Regions from separate parts of the Mus musculus genome. Here all the other regions are linked to region 5. A link is a contact called in public HiChIP or PLAC-seq and promoter capture Hi-C data. All regions are on one chromosome and are shown on one strand. The core of a region is the stretch at or near the end of the contact, and the rest is flanking DNA. Distances in the headings are between cores, read along the strand shown. Region 1 holds the start of Fbxo31 (F-box protein 31). Region 2 overlaps Ankrd11 (ankyrin repeat domain 11). Region 3 overlaps Fanca (Fanconi anemia, complementation group A). Region 4 holds the start of Def8 (differentially expressed in FDCP 8). Region 5 holds the start of Snai3 (snail family zinc finger 3). Region 6 holds the start of Tubb3 (tubulin, beta 3 class III).

Region 1 (3,448 bases), core at 454-2,953, 880 kb before region 5:
AGCACTCTGGAGTGTGCCCGGGTGTCAAAGGTGCACACGCTAACCATCAGGTGAACACCAGTCAAAGAAAGCCTTGCTGCACAGACCAACAACCTGAGCTCCATGCCCTGAACCCAGAGAGGAGAGGTCCTCAACCTGTGCGGTGAGAACCTGAGGACCCATTAGCGGTTCACCTAAGACCACTGGCAAACACAGACGTTTACATTACAGTTCTTAACAGCAGCAAAATTACAGTTATGAAGTAGCGACAAAATAACTGTATGGCTGGGGGTCACCACAGCATGAGGTGTATTAAAGGGTTGTGGCAATAGGAAGGTTGAGGACCACTGCCAGAGAAGAAACAGATGTCCTCTAACCTCCAAAGACATGCATGCCCCTCTCTCTCTCTCTCTCTCTCTCTCTCTCTCTCTCACACACACACACAATAACAATAAACAGAGTAACAGAGTAATTTGTAAAAAAGAAAGAACAGTGCTCAGACAGAAGCTGAAAACAAACATCACCCATCCTGTGCGACTAAAGGTTACTACTGAGGATCTTATACAAGAAAACAAGACAAAAGACAAACAGGACGTTACATTGGGCCAACAGACATACCAGTCATGTTCAGGACTGAAGGCTTTGCATACTTATTATAAAAGCCCCTACCCAAGTCACAATCCCACTCAGACGTGGGGTAAGATTACCCCAACTTCCCACAGTGCGAAGGTAAGGGGAGACAAGCCAGAACCCTGATGTCAACCGTGAAATTACACAAGAACCCTGCAGCAGGGAGGACCTGGGGAAACCGCTTCCTCACACAGCCTGCCATCCCACAATCCCACTTGGAGAAGTGCAGGCTCACGAAGATGAACCACCCCAGAGGTTTTCACAAGATAGATGTAAATCCCCTGCATTTCTACAAAATGCACAAAGCAGTCTCCGGCGTGCTGTGGCCAGAAGACAGAAAAGGCTGAAGCCCACACACAGTCAGAGCACTAGCCTGTGTGACATGCAGGCAGTGGAATCCCTGATGTTCCCTTCACGGAACAGCAAGCCTCCAGGACACACACACACACACACACACACACACCAACAAGCCATTCAGGCTGAGTACCGTGATGTATGTACACGGACGTAAGGCCTTCAAATGGGACTGTGGCCGCTTTGCGTCCTCATTATTCCTGCACCGGGAGGGTGGGCTGTAGGTTTGGTTTAGGGGGACGGGGTCTGACATTTTTAAAAACAGGATCTCACTCTGCAGCCCTGGCCTGCTAGCTGTCTGGTTTTCTCACTCTGCAGCAGGCCTGGTTTGGAACTCCACACCATGCTCCTGCCTCGGCCAAGTGTCCGTACTAGGGGATGCACCCGCTCACCCTCGCGGCAGCGCCGTCTCCAGATGGTGTCCGTGTGCAAGATTCGGCGGAACCTGCTGCAGACCTGAGCCAGGCTGGGCAGGTCGGTGCCGGGCAGCGACGCGAAGATCTCCACGAGCAGCTCAGGCGGGAGCTCCAGCAGAGAGCAACGCGCCGGCCCCGCCTCGATGCGCTCCTCCTCGGGGTCCGTGTCCGCCTCACTGTCCGCCGCCGCAGTCTCGGCCGGGCCGCGGCGCTGCTGGCGGCGGCGGCACCCACGCGCGGGGCCCACGCCGCAGAGCCGAGCACACACCGCCATGCCCGTCACCACCGCGGAGGCGCGCACGCGGACGCGCACGCACAGCGCTCTGCGCAGGCGGCCAGGCAGCCGTAGTCCCGCTTGCAGGCTCCTCAAGCTCCACCCCAAGCGTGACCACGCCCTCCGACCCCAACCCCTCACACGCCCCCATGAAGACTCGCCCCGCCCCTAGACGCTCCCACCCTTCCAAGCCCCACCCAGACGCTTCGCCCCGCCCCTTGAGCAGTAGGCCCCGCCCTACGTGTTAGGTCCACGCCCTTGTATGGAGCCACACCCTATTTCCAGGCTCCGCCCCCAAAACGTTTGGCTAGAAACTTAGGACGCCCAGCTGCTCACTAAAAGAGGGTCGCCGGGTTCAGCTCCGGAAAGCCCCGCTCCTAGCATGACCACACCCCTCCCACAAGTCCCACCTCTGACCCCGTTTACAGGGTAGAACGAAGGGGTTTTACCTTAAGCAAGAAAACAATGCAGGATGCCCCGTGTGAGGATCGAACTCACGACCTTCAGATTATGAGACTGACGCGCTACCTACTGCGCTAACGAGGCTCCTTAGCAGCAAGCTCGCTGCCAGGGCCTTTGCACAGGTGGTGGCCTCGCCATGAACAAAATCTGGCAAGGGAAACCATAAACCAAAGCTACCGTCGCCTAGCAACACTACATCTAAACTAACTTGCCAAGATTACCTTGGTTGCAAAAGGAAAGGTCTGGTGCTCAGTGAGGTGGGAGTTCCTGGTGTCCCCAAACCTGCTCTCCAGCTCACATTGCCCCGCGCAGCACAAGGCGTCTAGAAACTTCCCTCTCAGGAAAAGAGTAGTCTGGGGTATCCTCCGCAGCTCTGCCCTTAATGACCCTATATAACAATATCGCCTATTTTTTATTATTAAAATTAACCGTTTGCGTGGCGGTCTCTCATCCCAACTTGGGGCTAGGGGATCAAGGCAGGAGGATCAGAATTACAAGGTCACTCTTGGCTACTTAGTGACTTTACGGCCAGCCTGGGCTACGTGAGACCCTGTGCCTCCTAGCAGTCCGCTCAGTAAATTATCCCAACAAGCAAACAGATATTACCTAATGCATTCGTTGATTGATTAACAATAGCATTAAGCAAAGGCTCCACTTGGTGGCCTGTAATCCTAGACCTTAGGGAGATGAGTCAGGAGGGTGGGGACTTTTCAGGACAACCTGAGCTATGCGGCAAGATTTCATGTAAAAAACAAAACAAAACAAAACAAAAAAGACTTAAATTACCTGATAATATTAACATCGTGTAAAAGTGTAGCTGAGCACACGCTGCCTCTTGTCCCCGTGTGTTAATGCCCACGGGGGAGGGTAAGCTCTTTGTGGGCATGTGGCTGAGACCCTAGACTGTCTGCTCCAAGATGAACCCTTCTGGTCTATCATTCATGGGCTGTCAATCAGCCTTCACTGAACAACTGTGAGAGGGGTGTGTGTGTGTGTGTGTGTGTGTGTGTGTGTGTAGATGCTGTAAACAAAATGCTGGCGAGTTCCGCATTGCTCATTCACTGTAAGCTATTCCCTGACCTCCTGGCCTCTCTGACTGCCCAGGTCACATTTCTCACATTCTAGCCCTGGCTTCTGTCTCACCTCCATTTGGTCCATCACCTCACTGGATTGGGGACGGGAGGGAGCGGGAGTGTGCCCTGAAGAACACAGTTCCCAATCTGTGGGGACCTCACACCCTTCTCCCCAGCTTCAAAACCACTCCTTCTAAGAAGCGTCCCATGTTGTCCCTCCGGGGACTATGCCAGAGCAAAGGTTATGGCTTATTATAAAC
Region 2 (3,053 bases), core at 285-2,784, 560 kb after region 5:
CCAGCCTGGACTACAGAGTGAGTTCCAAGACAGCCAGGGCTACACAGAGAAACCCTGTCTCAAAAACAAGTCAATCAGAGCACTGTAGGGATGTCTCAGTTGTTAGGAGCACTGACTGCTCTTCCAGAGGAACCGGGTTCAATTCCCAGCACCCACAGGACAACACAGAACTGTTTGTAATTCCAGTTCCAGGGCTATCTGACACAGACATATATGCAGGCAAAACACCAATGACCATAAAATAAAAATAAATTAGAAAATAAATAAATAAACCTTTGAATGAGCATCCATGAGGATTTCTAAAAAACAATATTAAAGTTAGCCTTTAAACAAGAATTCATGCAGATGAACTCAACCCTTACTAATTTTCTCTCTCCTTTCTTGAATAGACACTGAATAGTACACCTGGGTAGTACAGGGGGGCAAATGGCTTATTGGGAAACTTCACAACTGGGGACTAATTTTACATGTTATTCATGAAGTCATTTTTCAATAGACTCTCCTGATTGCTTTCTCTGCAGGATTATCTTACAGAAGAGAAAAAACCTACAACATTCTTGAATAGCCACTGGAGCTAGACATACAAACTAACTCCCAGGTAAGAAGAAAGCCATGAGCACTCCACTGGAGGACAAAGCTGACAAACAGCACCTAGATAAGGAGAGAATGTGACTTCTCTCTAATGGAGCAGGTTCTGATGTTCTTGTGACCGTCAGGTGAGATGTTCCCTCCCTCCCTCCAGGGAAGTGGGAAGTGGAAAGGCCCACAACCCAGCACTGCATCAGCAGTCACTAACACCTCAGCTGTTTCTATAGCAACCAGGAAGAAAACATAAAACTCCCAGCTTTATATATTGTTCTCTATTACAATGAAATATTGAAGTCAGGCAAGGAATTTTGACAAGGAACCAAGTAGACCGTATCTATAACATTAATGCTAATTTTTTATTCACCACCCACATGGAACTGATTTTACCTTCAATTCTAAAGTAAATCATTATTCACATCAGGAATATGAAAATTACTTATGAGCAATAAACATTTCTATCTAGAAAAAAAATCTCGAAGCCAGGCGTGGCAGCACACAGCATCACCCCAATGCCTGGGAAGCGGAGGCGGGAGGACCAGTGCTCCAATGCCAGTTCCACAGAATAAAGACTGAGGGCGCGAGTTACACAAGACTAGGAGTTGGTTTGTTCTTGTTGTTCTTGTTGTTGTTGCTGCTGTTGCTGTTTTTAAAGCCGGGCATAGTGTCCCACCATGGGTTTTAATTAATCCAATCACTGGAGAATCAGAGAGAGGTAGGTGGGTGAATCCATGAGTTTGAGGCCAGCCTGGTCTACACAGTGAGTCCCCGGACAGCCAGTTACATAAAGCCCTGTTTCAAGAGCAAAGGAAAAGAAAAAAGAACTCCAACTCAGTACTTCAACTAATCACACAAACACATGTACAAAGAGGCTGGCAAGATGGCTCAGCAAGGACATTTGTACCTTGATGTCAACTCCCAGAGCACACATTGTGAAAGGAGAGAGCTCACTCTCCCCAGTTGTCCTCTGACCTCCACACACGAGCTGTGGCATATGCACACCCATACTCATGCACACCCATATTCATGCATTCATATTCTCTTCTTCTGTCAATAAAAAAACTGTACAACACAAATCAAACCCAAACACTCTATGCCATAGCCTTAATAATCCACAAGCAGGATGGTCACTCTTCCTCACACAGGCAGAATCACAGCTCTTACTACAAGAATGTTAGTATTTCTTACTATCCTCTGGTTCTAGACTATTTATAGAACAGAAAAGTGATTGCTGTGTAACAATGTAATTCACAAGCCAACAGGAAAAAAATACAAACCAAAACCTGGCACATCAGGAGAGGCAAATCCAACCAGCACACCTGCCTCTAACCAGTTGGGGCAGGCAAGTTGCAACACTGTCCTGACTCAGCTAGGCGTGGCTCCCCAGCCCAGTAGTTACAAAAGCACACACACAAAGCCTTTAGGGATAAGTCTCCATAAAAGGTCTTTTCACTGGAGCAACAGTGGTTTGGTTCCTAAGTAAAGAGGCTCTATGTACCACTGCCTATATGACCAGCCACCCACCAGAGCCCAGGCCACAGCCAGTACCACCAAAACACAAAGCTGCTCTTCTCTCCCATCCATTTGGACTATCCAAGAACCACTTTTCCCTTGCATCCAGACCCACTTCTGATCTTGAGTCTAAGTGCATTTACTGGTAGTAAAGCTGACTGAACTCAAGGATCCTATGCACACTTATGCAATGCTTTATTTCATGTTCCCTTCTGCCTTTTCAGGCACTGTTCTACACAGAGGCAAACCCATTCCCTTGATACACATGAATATCAGGAACTCATCAGCACTTTTTAGGCAGAGACAGAAGTGCTATCAAATCCAAGTAAAACGCAATCCCCAGCCTTGCAAAACCTTTCACTTTCAGGTTACCAGGTAGTCGTGGATTTCAAACATCTGACCCACAATGAATTCAAGAAAAGCAGAACACACAGGAGATACATAGAGTCTTTTAAGCTGGATTTGAAGATCTAGTTCCAGGGGTTCTGTCATTTTCTAGCTTCTGGGGATATCTACACACATATATCAAATAATCATAAACACACATCATTTAAAAAAATAAAAATATAAAACTGCCCGGCGAGCCAGTGCATTCTTTTTTTTTTTTTGGGGGGGGTTTTGTTTTGAGACAGGGTTTCTCTGTGTAGCCCTGCCTGTCCTGGAACTCACTCTGTAGACCAGGCTGGCCTCGAACTCAGAAATCCACCTGCCTCTGCCTCCCCAGTGCTGGGATTAAAGGAGTGTCCCACCACCACCAGGCTCCAAGACAGGTTTTTAAAAAGCAATTACTGTATATCTACAACTCTGTGTGTGTTTGTATGCACAGAAAAAAAAAATCCGTCTGCATACTCTGTAATTTAGTAATTACTAATAAAAATATTGACTATGAAAACCAGAAGTGGGAAAAGATGGCGGGGGGGTGAGAAACCTGTGTTTGAGTGGAGTGTACATGACCC
Region 3 (3,105 bases), core at 472-2,971, 820 kb after region 5:
CTTGTTGCTAAGCACCCGTGTTCAGGATGAGAGGCTTGTGAGGCCCTGACCACATCCGGGGCTGGGGACCTCCCTGAATGGACTACCGGGAACGGGGAGAACACGTAAGAGGTCGGGCTGGCTAGAGAATCCTCACTAGGGACGGGCTCTGGAGAATCTACCTTGTCCACAGTCGCTCCTTCCCTGTTTCTTGGCTGCTATACGTGTCACACCCTCCCTCGACTCAACCGCAGGACCACAGCCATGAGGACAAGTGGCCTTTGCTCCTTTAGCTCAGTTCTCAGTTACTGTGCCACAGCATCGGAGGACTGGCATGCCTGCTCCTCCCAAGGGCATCAGGCACGGATGGAGGTTTGGAATCAGGCTCCTTAGAGACACACTGGAACCTCAGCACGGCTCCGCTGCATTTTCCCGCTCATTCTGGGTTCCCCAGGGGCCTGAGGGCTCCATGTGCTCTTTCCTCTACGTAGGCTACCTTGTTAAGGTCACTTCTCAGAGCCTGCAGCCCAGCTTTCCTCTACGGAGGCTACCTTGTTGAGGTCACTTCTCAGAGCCTGCAGCCCAGCTTTCCTCTACGGAGGCTACCTTGTTGAGGTCACTTCTCAGAGCCTGCAGCCCAGCTTTCCTCTACGGAGGCTACCTTGTTGAGGTCACTTCTCAGAGCCTGCAGCCCAGCTTTCCTCTACGGAGGCTACCTTGTTGAGGTCACTTCTCAGAGCCTGCAGCCCAGCTTTCCTCTACGGAGGCTACCTTGTTGAGGTCACTTCTCAGAGCCTGCAGCCCAGCTTTCCTCTACGGAGGCTACCTTGTTGAGGTCACTTCTCAGAGCCTGCAGCCCAGCTTTCCTCTACGGAGGCTACCTTGTTGAGGTCACTTCTCAGAGCCTGCAGCCCAGCTTTCCTCTACGGAGGCTACCTTGTTGAGGTCACTTCTCAGAGCCTGCAGCCCAGCTTTCCTCTACGGAGGCTACCTTGTTGAGGTCACTTCTCAGAGCCTGCAGCCCAGCTTTCCTCTACGGAGGCTACCTTGTTGAGGTCACTTCTCAGAGCCTGCAGTGGAGGAAGCAGAAGAAGCAGAAGACTGCACAGCCCTTTTGCTGTCAGTTCGGATGTCGCAAAGCTGGGAGACAGCTTTGGCATCACAGCCACAGTGTCTGGGCCTTGTGATGCTCACCTGTGGGGTAAACTCAAAGGATGCGGTTGCTCTAGGCCTCTGCCACGGTGTGGACAATGCAGGCTCTCACCCAGTTCTGCTGAGTCGGGCACCGTTATGCAAACGTCATAAATACCTTAGCAGAGGGCAGGTTTGCTGCAGCAAACACATGGAGCTCTGTCCTCTCACTCACCTGTAGCCTGGAAAGAATATCCTTGTTTCCTGTGCGGCCACCAAGAACCAGGTCTGAGTCCTCTGAGTGATTGTAACTCCTCGAACTGAGAAGGAAACAGGAGCCTGCTCAGTGCTGCTGCGGTGCCGTCAGCAGAGCTGGCTGTGGTGCCCCTCCCTCCCCCCATCTCCACAGCGGAGCGTCTGCGGGTAACTGACAGCACGAAACTACCGACTACCAACAAAGGAAAGAATGGCAGGACACATGCATGCACCTTCTGCACTCAAGAGGCAGAGACAGGAGGATGACTGCAAGTTTGATGCCAACTTGGCCAACACAGCAAGTTCCAGGCCAGCCATGGCTAAACTGCAAAAGCTTATCTAAAGAAAGGGGAGTGTCTGAGGGACAGCTCAGTGGTTAAGAATGTGTGTCCACTCCAAGTGGCCGACCGACACCCTCTCCTGGCTTCTGCATTTGTGTTTGAGCATAGACACACACACACACACACACACACACACACACACACACACACACACACACCTACCTTTGTTTTTAAGGGAAGAAAAATTTACCACAACCAAGTGTGCTTTCTCGTCCGAGGTTTACCATCTGCTAACTAATCATACCCTTGACAATGGCACAAAGCTGCAGGGTGTCACCAACGAGGGACATGACTTCACAGGCAATAAAGCCTGAGCAACTCACTCAGAAAGAAGCTGCAGAAAGGAACTGAGTTTGCTACGTCAATAAACAAACCTCAGCTGTATTTCTATACGTTATCCATGAATAATTTTTAAAAAAGCCAGTCCTTCTATTTACAGTCACACTGAAAAGAAGATGTGCAGGCAGGAGGATTTCTGGGAGTTCAAGGTCAGCCTAATCGACATATCAAGTTCTAGGCTAGACAAAGCTACACAGTGAGACTATGTCTTTAGACAAAATAAAAATAAAACAGCAGAAGTAACCAAATGCCTACTGATGGACATGGGATGATAAAGATGATTATAAAGATGATGTATACTGTTTAGTGTCGGGAGCCATCTCGGAAAGGCTATGGCTAGCAGGCGGTCTTCCTGAGACGGATTCATCATGGATTGTGAACTATGGCCCTGTATGCAAGACCTGAGGGACAAATCTCAGGGTTTGATTCCTGCAGCTGATATGCCTTTCCTGTCCTTATTAATATAATAATCCTTCTGCATTAGCCCACCCTGCTGGGCAGATTTTATGCAGACCAGCGAAGATGGACTGTTTTATAGTGATGCTATACAAACAAATAGGTGATTTATTAATTCCTAGTGATGATTCTATAAGAATTCCTAAAATTAAACTAGTAATTATTAAGCCTTTTATAGTTAGGGCTACAACTAGAACTCTCTGATATAAAACCTCACCGTTAACTTACACTAATTTTCAATGAACCTGTGGAGCTAGTGAGAGAAAATGAATGTCCAGTTAGATAACTGGCTTCAATGGAAACACATACAAACATCTCTGTTGTAAACATCTTATGCAATTTATGATTTGAATTTGTTTAAACTTGTGGTAAATTACCATGTGATCTATTCTCCTAAAAAGGTACAAAAAAACCCTAGAAATGTCATTAGGTGGCAAAAGGAGAGGACAGAATTGGAAGGAAGAGGAAGAGAACAGTATGCAGAATGCAGAGAGAAAGACAAAGAAGAAGCTACAGAGAGAGCAGCAGGCTTCTCCTCACCATGAGATGGAGGAGCAGGGCTTTGCGTAACAAGGCAGGCTGTCTTACTAAAGAGGACAGCGCT
Region 4 (3,046 bases), core at 353-2,852, 980 kb after region 5:
GCCCCGCCTTACTAGCCTCTGTGTCCTTCAGCACACACCTGATCCATTTGCCTTTTCTACTTGTCTGTCTGGTCCTTGGGCAATGCAGCCTCCTCAAGTCTTGTCCTGATCATTTTCTGGTGATGTGCCTGAGCATGGCATATAGTTGTACTCAATAAAAGTGCTGTTGCATGCTGGGCGTGGTGGCGCACGCCTTTAATCACAGCACTCGGGAGGCAGAGGCAGGTGGATTTCTGAGTTCGAAGCCAGCCTGGTCTACAGAGTTCCAGGACAGCCTGGGCTACACAGGGATACCCTGTCTCGAAAAACCAAAAAAAAAAAAAAAAAGAAAGAAAAGAAAAAAAAAAAGAAAAGAAAAGAAAAGAAAAAGTGCTGTTGCATCAACGGAGAAACTGTCAAGACTCATAGTAATGAAGACAGGCAGACGTGGCTCCATCCTTGACTCTCTGTGAAGGTGAGGGCCCAGTGCTAGTACAGATATTGGCTCATATCACAAGCACTGGTATAGGCCTTCTAGCACAGAAGTAATAATCCAAAACACTTGCCTTTAGCTCTTAGCCTTTGGGATGAGGAACAAAGAGTCAGTAGAAATGTCAGAGGAGAGTCATCAGACAGTAACGAGTGCCTCTCCGATATCTCTGCTCACAGATGAGGAGGAAGTATTAGGAGAGACATTTGGCTGTGGTTAGGAAAGACTGTATCCTAAAGGCTGAGCCAGAGAGGCCTAAGTGTGGACCTGGCCTGTTAGGGGTAAGGAGGGTGAAGTCTGGTGAGAGAGCTGGGAGGTGAAGTCTGAGGCAGACTTCTTCCCTGGGATCCTCCAACTGCTGGGCTTGAGGTGCAGAGGGAGTCTGAGGGTGCTGAGGCTGTCATGGCTGTGGTGTCACCGTGGGGTGGGGAAGAAGGGCTGGTCCTGAGTCCGGTGGAAGTTAGATCAGACAAAGGAATGTGATCAGGAACGCACTGAAGGTTGGCCTCAGGTGGGAATGATTTATTCACTATCAGACAGAGGTGTGTTAGGTGTGTGGTGTGTGTATGTCTCTGTGTGTGTATGTGGTTTGATGTGCGTGTGGTGTGTGTAGTGTTATGTTGTGTGATGTGTATGTGTGGTGTGTGTAGTGTGTGTGGTGTGTGTAGTGTGTATGTAGTGTGTCATGTGTGTATGAGGTGTGTGTGTATGTGTATGGTGTGTATAGTATGTGTGTAGTGTGTATAGTGAGTGTGTGGTGTGTATGTGGTATGTCGTGTGTGTGTCGTGTGTATGAGTGTGTGGTGTGTAGTGTGTGTGTATGTGGTGTGATGTGTGTGTGTGGTGTTATTGTTGTTTTCTCAGATAGGACCTTTGGAGCTTGAGACGCACCTTAAATGTCTCGATGGTGGTGTCCTGGGGACAGCTGAATGTCAGTGTTGGGGATGTGGGGACATTGAGGGGTTACCACTGTGGAACCATTCCCTTGAATGCAATTACTAAGGCGTGGGGGTGGGGGAACTCAGGAGAAAAGACTCAGGGCAAAGGTAATGGACTCTATGGACCAGAAGCAGGAGACTTGGAGGTGCTCCAGCGAGCCAGCAGGGCAATCGGTGTCATGAACCTCCTGGCCGGAGGCGGCAGCAGCGGGCGGAGGAGCCGGTACAGTGTATCAGCGGCGGCGAACTACAGTGTAGCCAGCCGGTCCGGTACAATGTAGCGGCAGCCAGGTAAGCCAGAAAGCGGTCTCTGTAGGTGTCGGGGGGGTCTGGTGGGAAAGCAGGCGAGGGTCCAGATCTCAGCATGCAATCGCCACTGGTCGGACTCCGGGATCGGGCTTCTGACCCACGCACTCATGGTGCAGAACTGGCAGAGGCCTCAAGCAAGACGTCCAGCTCCCGGCTGCCGCCTGCTGGCTCTCCGCTGTGCGCAAGGCCTTGGTGACCTCATTGGTCCCCGCAGTACGTAGGGCAGAGCTTAGCGTCCACAGATGCCGACCCCCACCCCCAATCACCGGGTGGCTTCAGAGCCTGAGTATGGGACTCCCGGCCCAAGGACCCGCAGGGACTCGCCTTCTGCTATGTTGAGCTTTTCTGAGCCTTCGGTTTCACAACTATGAAATGGGTGAGGAAGGTCGTAGAGACCTGCCCCAGTGGGGACAGTCGCATCCTCAGAATGAATTCACGTTATAGCGGGTAGAAATGTGAGGTGCGCTTTGTTGCGCCTTCTGGGGTAGTTGAGAATTATTAACACTGGTCCTGCTTGGCCTGGATTGCCTGTCCATCCTTTTTAAGGGTGTGAGCAAATAGGATGTACTTTGGACTCCTGTGGCCCTTGGACTAGCACTTTTTGGTGGCTAAAGTAACACACCGGAGGCGGGCTCTTATTCACCATAATCTGTCTTGAACTTTCACCCAGTGCCTCTGATGTACCACAGACCCTTGGTCTTACTCTGAGGGTTTCAGTTGTCAAGTTGTAATTATTATTCGATTTAGGAGAGACCTCTGCAGGGGCTGGATGGAACAGTTTTCTTTTTTTTTTTTTTTTTTTTTGTCCTTTCTTGAGTATCTTTCCTGAGGCCAACCACGGATTCTGGGTGCAGATCTCTGTAAGGCTGGTGGGGAAATAGGAGATGGGGTCCTACTCAAAGCCGGCTGTTGCTTCCTGCAGCCTGGGCTGGGCTGAGGTGCTGTCTATTCGTACTCAGCTGAAAGAGCAATATGGTTCTCCAAACTGGTTCCAGACAAACCAGGAAGATGGGTTAAATGGCTCCATTGCTTAATTCATTCCTTGCTTTTGTTCCTGGTCAGGTGGTGGCAGTGCCAGTCAGGACATACATAAGGGAGCCATTTTCCTGGGAAAGGTAGCCCAGAGGAGAGTGGAGGGCAAGCTCTGGTCAAGGTCTCCCTGTCCCTCTGACTATATTCTAAACCATCGGGAGGTTTCCAGAGAAGGCGTCTGGAAGGGGCTCCTGTGGGCTCCACCCAGTTCCTTTAGACTGGGCTGGTCACCACATGGCGTCGGTGACTGCCCAGCAGCAACTCCCAGTTTCTGTTGTTACCAAACCACACACTCGTC
Region 5 (3,297 bases), core at 173-2,672:
ATTTCTGAGTTCGAGGCCAGCCTGGTTTACAAAGTGAGTTCCAGGACAGCCAGGGCTACACAGAGAAACCCTGTCTCGAAAAACCAAAAAAAAAAAAAAAGGAAGTAAGCTGGTATGTGCTCTCCAAGTGCAATCTAAGGTTTTAACTCTTAAAACAATGGCCTAGGGCCAGAGGCATGGCTCAGTGGTAAGTGCTTGACTAGTCTTGTGTGGGGCATTGATTCTATCCTCCATACAAGGAAAAAAAACTACATTCACTATAAGTACAACTTTCTACCTCCTCTGTAAGGAGACCCAACCACCCAACCAAAAGAAAAATCACACTCTAATAGCGTCTGTTATAGAACTGCTGTTGGTGACTCACTAAATTGAATCAAAAATGTCTCCCCCACCCCCAAGAGCAGGGTCCTAGATAGCACCCCCTGGTGGCAGCAGAGGTGATGATGGGGCCTGATCCAAGAACTCCCACCAGCTGGGGCTATATGAGGGGTGCTGGCCTGAGGCCCGACATCCAAAGTGTCCCGAGGCACTGGGCAACTTCCTAGTAGGTCTTTCTCTGAGAAGTTGCCCACCTGAGTGGGGGTAGCTCTGACCATCAGGCTGGCTCTGAAGATTAAGGGTTCTCTTCTCAGGTGCTCAGACCTAAAGCCCCTGAACCTAGCCGTAAAGGTGGACAACTGAGCCTGTTGTGTGGAGGTCGGCTCTTCCTTGGTCACTGCACCAGGAGAGCAAGGAGGCTTCTGGGAAGAGCGAAGACCACCAGAGGTTGTTTGCTCTATCAATGAGCTCACCACCCACGAGGCAGGATGCTCTGGGGGAGTCCTGCCTTTTCTCACCAGCCACCATCTGCGGGTAGGACAAGTTTCCTGGCCTTGTGGTTAGTGAGACCTTCTTTAGGTGGGTGTATACAGCGCCTGGGACATACTTTAAGTTTGGACCCTTCCAGACCTGCACAGAGAGGACTTCAGGACTTCAGCTGAGCAGTCCGCAGGGAGAGCTCCGGGGAGATCTGGGGCTCAGGAAACTTTGCCAAGTGGGGAGCCCAAGGCATGCCCGAATCTTCTGAAGCAGAGAAGTTAGTTGCCCTGGGCACATCCCTCTTAGAGCCCCAGTCTTAAGCCAGAAGGGGAACCTCCTCCTCTGTTGAAATGGAAAACTCTAGCCCCTTCCCCTCTCACCTGGGGCAGGTGTGACCCAGCTCCCAAGGACTTCCCAGCTGCCTCCAGCCCCGAAGCGCTGCGAGCTGGGGGCGGAGATCCGGCCAACCCCTACCTCTCAGTGTCTCCAGTTTCCCGTAGTTGGGGACCCTGTGACTGGAGTGCGTTTTCACCAGGAAGGAGCGCGGCATGGTCCCCTCCCGAGAGCAGGCAGAGTCTAGCCAGAGCCTGCAGCGGGATTACCGACTGCAGAGTCTGGCGGCGCCGGCGGGCCGCGCGGCCGGCAGGTGCGAGAAGGGTCAGGCTCATTAGCATAGCGCACCACCTCAGCCAACCAGCGCGGAGCACGGCGGGGCGGGGCCGCGAAGCCACGCCCAGGACAGGTGCGCGGGCGGGGAACCCGCCGCGTGGTCGGCGGTGTCTGCCCCACGGGACTCCGCTGGCCCGCGTCATGGTCACGCACCGACCCCGCGGGGGCTCGCCATCGACCTGCCCTGGATGAAAGAGCAGAGTTCAGGGTTAGGTGACAGGTGCCAGCCAACTTGGCCGAGCAGAGTCCCTAACCTCTCCAGCATCCTTTATAATCCATGCCCAGGAGAGTCGGAACAGCCCTGTCTGGTTGTCTAGGCTCTCCGTGTGGATGTTTACGACGTTAGAGTCTGGTGGGACAGTCTCTGGGGTAGGTGGACAGAGCACCAACTGGGTGTGTCTGTCTGTGGCTGAGTAGCAGGGCTGTGTGGCCAGAACTGAACTTTACCCTATAACCCCACATTCCTTGGCATCTGTGGGCTGAGGTGGGAAGGGAAGGTGAGTCGGCAGCGTAGGAGACAGTGGGGGAAGGGGCCTGAGTCACCCTGGCGTTCACATTCACGGTTGCAGGGCACGGTAGCTGGTGTCATTCCGTTTCTGGGAGAAAAGCAAGGTTCTGAGAGTTCTGTGGTCGACAGAACTGGTAACATTAGCCCACACTCCTGGCTGGTCAGATGTGGCTGCAAGTACTCTTTTGTTATGGTGTAATTGTGTGGAAATAGGGCATCTGTGGGAAGGCTATCTGAGGACACATTCCTGCTGGCTGCCCATTCCCCTGTACCTTGGATTTGTAAGTAGCCTTTTTTGTAACCTCTCCCCTTCCAGGCATAGATAAAAAGCCTATGGTTCCTAAACCGGCTTGCACTTGCATATCCTTCCTGTCCACCCACACAATGCGTAGCCTTGGGCTGACTCTCCCAGCTCATCTCCTAACCTCCTTAAAGAGGGATGATCTGGCCTGCTTGAGGGGAACTGCCAGTTTCATGAAAGGTGCTGGGCCCACCTTTGAGGCGGGGCCCCAATAGGCTTCTGACATTCATAAGCCATTACCGTGAAGGAAATTGGAGATCCCCACTTCTCTGAGCCCCCTCACCTTGCTGCTGTGCAAGTTCATTCTTCAGCTATGACTCACAGTTACAGGCCAGCAGGCTTCATGCAGCCCCAGGGAAGAGGTAGTAGCTGTCTCCAGCACTGGGGTTTAAAATTCTTAAGCCCACGGCTGTGGGAAGCCTTCCCAGCGGGAGAGAGGCTTGCCTCAGCCAACACAAGCCTCTTCAGGGCTTTTCCTAAAAAGGCTGAGACAAGCTGTCTGTTGCCTACGCACGCTGTGTTGCTCCTTCAGCAGAAGTACAGGTTTGGGAACCACGCAGGGCCCCACGCAGATCTCAGCCACCCCCAGAAGCACATGGAGCGGGCCACAGGAAAACCAGCAGCCCTGACAATAGTGAGGTACACTCACCCAACAACTCCACCTGCTTCCTCACAGGGGGCTCCCACCGACCGGCCCACAGGAGGAGATGCAGTCTGTTTATGCCTTGGTCCCTGGTATATTGCCAGAGCTAATAGATAGTGTCACTCATGGGTCGGACTGTGTCTATTCAATGTATTCAACTGTGTGATTTAATTCAGATGCTAAATCTTTACAGATGTTGCAGATTCAAGAGAGCTTAACCCACTGATTAATGTCCTAGCAAAGAGGGCAATGGGACTTTGGTGTGCACAGGGGTGGTGGGAGAGTTGGGATAGAGGCTTAAGGCCTGAGTGGTTAGCAACGAGGGAGCCCTTGTCCCCTTCCCTTGCTGATACACCTCCATGTTGGACTTCTGGCCTC
Region 6 (3,336 bases), core at 678-3,177, 950 kb after region 5:
TCTGGTTCATCCATACACTGTAGCAGGACCGTAGCATCTCAGCCCCTGATATGACACATCCGTAACCTTGGCCAGAGCCTGTCCCTTTCCTGCCCCCACCCCACCCCCCATGTGTAGGACTTTCAACCTACTTTGAGCTCTCCTGAGAAGCCCAGGGGTGGAGAGTCCCTGAGGCACACGTAGGGTGGACCAGGACCAGGGGCTGAGGTCTGTTTCTATGGGACACTGCCCTTCTGGGAGGAGGTGGGGTGGTCTCAGTGCTCTGTCAGATTTGGGAATTAGACAAGACCTTTCAGGCGTATCTGAGTCCCAGGAGAGTAGCACCTGGGGTGAACTAAGAAGCTTGCACATCCCTGAGCCTTTCTGCTGCTACAACCTGGGATTCCTGCAGCAGAGTCTATCTTGAGTCCCCACTGGTACTGAACACTTCTTTGTCCTCCTCCTTGGGGTGGCCTCTCAGTCTGGAGTGAGATGCCCTCAACCATCAAGTCAGGAAATGGCACCAGGCCAGGACCTAGCCACACTATCAGCTCCAGCCCTGCTGGACTGAGATTGGAAGCTGGTTCCCGGCAGGGCCAGCCTTTGCTGGAAGACAGGACCATGAGTCAGCCTTTAGCCTGACACCATAGCTCCCTGGGGACACAGAGAGCTCTGGCCTGATGTCATCTGTCAGAGAAGCATCCCAGGCCTCTGGATGCTTCTAAGCATCTTCTCTGTCCAGACAAGGAGACAGAGACAGATGCTCACCCAATACTTCTTGAGCCAGGCCAGCTGGAACCACAGAAAGCCACATCATGGACACATTGTGGGGGAGGGGCATCTCTTGAGAACAAAAGACCCATTTCTAAACTCGGCTAACTTGGATGCTTACCCTCAGAGAAAGTTGTATGCGCAGCCGCTCTATCCAGCGTGCACCCGTGCGTGCAAACTGGACGAAGGCATCTGCAGGTGTTTTTAAGCTTTTTAGCGGCTCTTGTGAAATGAATGTTTGTGGACCATTGAAGTGTGGTACTATTGTCTCAGATTCTTCCCGAAGAATTTTCTGTCACTGAAATATCAAATAGTCCTCATAAGGTGTCACTGGTCCTAGATGAATATTAAATCAGTGTTGTCTGTGAATTTGCATGCCCTCCTGATTCTGCTTCCCAATGGGCCCCCTCCACACACAGTCTCCTTACCTAGGTAGCTCCAGCTCACCTCGTGCCCCCTCTTCACCCTCACTTGTACCAGAAGCACAAGGGTACCAATGACATCAGGCATGGCTCAGACAAAAAAAGACTGTTCGACATGCTCCACTGAGTGGGTTGTATATCCTTAGAATTTTTCACAGAGATTTTCATGGAGCAGGGGTACTTGCCAGATACTGTGTGTGCATCCTCACACCCCAGGTACATTTGCACCCTCGGCGCAGCCCTTTGTGGAGCCGCGGACTGGTAGCCCTCTCTTCTCCAGAAAATAGTGACCTCAGAGTTCGGAGCTATAATCCGCCACCGTCCTGACTAGCGTCCCCAGGTCTGCACAGAGGTCTCAAGAAGGGTTTCGCTTCCCCTGCCTCTCCCACCTCAAGCGACTCGGCGGACTCAGAGAATATGGGTCTTGATTCTTAAGCACTTGAGAGAAAGAAAGACCCTCTTCACAAAGCTGCAGGGTGGGGATGGGGCAGGGACAAAATGGGGAGGCAGCTACTGGGGTGGGGCACTAAGGGGCCTGGGTTCTATTGTCCCCAGAGCGGATTGCCCACCGGTGGCCCCTCCTCCGAAGGCGCGGCCAGACTTGCTCCGCATTGTGCGGGCGGATCTCGGTGCCGGTGCTGATGCTGCAGAGCCTGCCGCATTGTGCGGCGCTCCAGCATTGGCCCGCAGCGCTTACATCAGCCAGCGAGGGCGGGGCAGCCTCTTATAAGAGGGCGCGGCGGAGGCTGCCGATCCTCCGCAGCCTGCTGTCCGCCTGCCTTTTCGTCTCTAGCCGCGTGAAGTCAGCATGAGGGAGATCGTGCACATCCAGGCCGGCCAGTGCGGCAACCAGATAGGGGCCAAGGTGAGGCTGAGCCGTCCGGCGTCCTGCGTCCCCACAAGCGCCAGCCCCAGGGCGGTGGGTGGAGGGAGAGAAAGGCGACTCTGGGAGCCGCTAGCGGAACAAAGGGAAGAGCCCAGCCCCTTGCCCCGCTCCTGGGACCCCGGGGTCCCCAATCGGTTCCCCTCAATCACGCCACTCTGCACTGCGCCCAGGTTGCAGGAGAAGGCTGGGGGTAACCCTTCTGACTCGCATTCCCATCCATTCTGCGCACCCACACACACCATCAGGTACAGGGGATGTGGTTGGGGGGCGCCGACTGGGCGTGGCCTTCTTTGAGGTTGCCACTTAAGCCTTGAGTAAGATGGGTGTGTCGGGCAACTTTGGGTGGGGCTCTCCCCTAAAACCATAATGACTGTACATGCCTGGATCCCCACTGGAGAACTAGACAGTCTTCAGGGAGCAAGGCCGCCCTCATATCCCCAACCTTGTTCAGCTCACCCAGTTTCCTTGCCCCACCCTGTTCCTTTGTTGGAGGAGTTCGGCCTGCACTCCAATGACCTTGATCCAGAACTGGACTCTGAAAATCTCCCATCTCTAACTGTGCGCTCCCAAGGCCTCCCAGTCGGGATTGAGCACAGAACAAAGCCGACTGCAAGGATTGCCTCAATTTCCCCTCTATTGTTAGCCCGCATCCAGGTGTTGAAGCCAAGGCAAAAGAAAAAGAAAAAGAAAAAGAAAAAAACGGGGGGGGGGCGCGGGGTTGGTGCAGTGACTCCGCAATCCTACTATCATTAGTGAGGTAGCTGTCCTGTTTCCAAGTCCTTAGGAGACTGTTCCTTACCCAAGGTCACACAGCAAGTGGCAGACAGAACTACTTGATTCCTGCAGAAGCCCAACCTCCACTTGGGTTGCATTTGAGTGGGTGGGGTCAGCTACCTCAATCTTCTCCCTTCTGAACAACATGAAACGGGAGCTTTGTCCAGATGAATGCTGGACGGGGCTTAGGGATGCTAGTTCCCAAAGGAGGAGGTTGGGTAGACAGGTCCTGGGAGGGAGGGGACGAAGCAAAGAGTACCTCTGGAGGCTGTTGCCATAGAAACCGGGCAGGAACAAAAAAGCTAATTACCACGGGCTGGGCCAGTCACGTGGCTGACATGTAAATTACAAGTTTGGCTCTTGGGTGGAGGTTCCTCTAGTTAAAGGGGAAGGGAAGCGGCACCACAGAGACTCCCTAATCACAGGGGAGACAGCTGCTTCTGCCCTACAAGGGAAATTTGGGCGGGGTTGGGGGGGTGGCGGGTAGGGGGGCATACAGAGGAA

Evidence for each region. Promoter capture Hi-C pulls out the DNA fragments that hold promoters and counts their contacts. HiChIP or PLAC-seq counts read pairs in DNA pulled down with a chosen protein or histone mark. Capture Hi-C pulls out chosen DNA fragments and counts their contacts.
Region 1: a contact with region 5 is called in a promoter capture Hi-C map of embryonic stem cells, with 2.3 times the contacts expected there. The contact joins the promoter of Fbxo31 here to the promoter of Snai3 in region 5. A contact is called at or near these places in 1 of 39 promoter capture datasets (embryonic stem cells) and 3 of 115 datasets of contacts at active chromatin or transcription factors (bone marrow-derived macrophages, microglia and pancreatic cancer cells).
Region 2: a promoter capture Hi-C map of neutrophils shows a contact between it and region 5, with 5 times the contacts expected there. The contact joins the enhancer-like site here to the promoter of Snai3 in region 5. A contact is called at or near these places in 8 of 39 promoter capture datasets (embryonic stem cells, fetal liver, hematopoietic stem and progenitor cells and 4 more) and 5 of 115 datasets of contacts at active chromatin or transcription factors (embryonic forebrain, memory CD8 T cells, neural tube and 2 more).
Region 3: a contact with region 5 is called in an HNF4G HiChIP or PLAC-seq map of pancreatic cancer cells. The contact joins the enhancer-like site here to the promoter of Snai3 in region 5. A contact is called at or near these places in 8 of 39 promoter capture datasets (the SN4741 cell line, embryonic stem cells, frontonasal cranial neural crest and 4 more), 7 of 115 datasets of contacts at active chromatin or transcription factors (T-cell acute lymphoblastic leukemia, astrocytes, double positive thymocytes and 4 more) and 1 of 9 other capture datasets (embryonic stem cells).
Region 4: a contact with region 5 is called in a promoter capture Hi-C map of liver, with 2.3 times the contacts expected there. The contact joins the promoter of Def8 here to the promoter of Snai3 in region 5. A contact is called at or near these places in 4 of 39 promoter capture datasets (the C10 cell line, hematopoietic stem and progenitor cells and liver), 1 of 484 Hi-C or Micro-C datasets (the Ba/F3 cell line) and 1 of 9 other capture datasets (liver).
Region 6: an H3K27ac HiChIP or PLAC-seq map of thymic regulatory T cells shows a contact between it and region 5, with 7 times the contacts expected there. The contact joins the promoter of Tubb3 here to the promoter of Snai3 in region 5.

The regions. Positions count from the first base shown.
Region 1 is chr8:121,577,103-121,580,550 of GRCm38.p6, forward strand. Fbxo31 (F-box protein 31) reads right to left here and starts at 1,704. Exons shown (of 9, transcript NM_133765.4): 1 at 1,356-1,704. The coding sequence starts at 1,653. n-TMcat17 (a tRNA gene) reads right to left here and starts at 2,199; the gene lies at 2,127-2,199.
Region 2 is chr8:123,019,522-123,022,574 of GRCm38.p6, forward strand. All of the region lies in intron 1 of Ankrd11 (ankyrin repeat domain 11), which reads right to left. Among named protein-coding and RNA genes, the nearest start is that of Ankrd11, 21 kb to the right of the region's middle. Within about 2 kb of position 1,535, at least 115 of the 459 cell types and tissues checked have an H3K27ac peak or open chromatin away from gene starts, as enhancers often do. A contact at or near this core is called in embryonic stem cells, hematopoietic stem and progenitor cells, liver and 2 more, where this site is marked.
Region 3 is chr8:123,276,915-123,280,019 of GRCm38.p6, forward strand. It overlaps Fanca (Fanconi anemia, complementation group A), which reads right to left. Exons shown (of 43, transcript NM_016925.3): 31 at 1,346-1,430. Among named protein-coding and RNA genes, the nearest start is that of Vps9d1, 24 kb to the left of the region's middle. Within about 2 kb of position 1,722, at least 19 of the 459 cell types and tissues checked have an H3K27ac peak or open chromatin away from gene starts, as enhancers often do. A contact at or near this core is called in the SN4741 cell line and pancreatic cancer cells, where this site is marked.
Region 4 is chr8:123,441,354-123,444,399 of GRCm38.p6, forward strand. It overlaps Def8 (differentially expressed in FDCP 8), which reads left to right and starts at 1,603. Exons shown (of 12, transcript NM_054046.5): 1 at 1,603-1,698.
Region 5 is chr8:122,459,267-122,462,563 of GRCm38.p6, forward strand. It overlaps Snai3 (snail family zinc finger 3), which reads right to left and starts at 1,423. Exons shown (of 3, transcript NM_013914.3): 1 at 1,273-1,423. The coding sequence starts at 1,348.
Region 6 is chr8:123,409,626-123,412,961 of GRCm38.p6, forward strand. Tubb3 (tubulin, beta 3 class III) reads left to right here and starts at 1,928. Exons shown (of 4, transcript NM_023279.3): 1 at 1,928-2,037. The coding sequence starts at 1,981. It overlaps Mc1r (melanocortin 1 receptor), which reads left to right. Exons shown (of 1, transcript NM_008559.2): 1 at 1-1,119.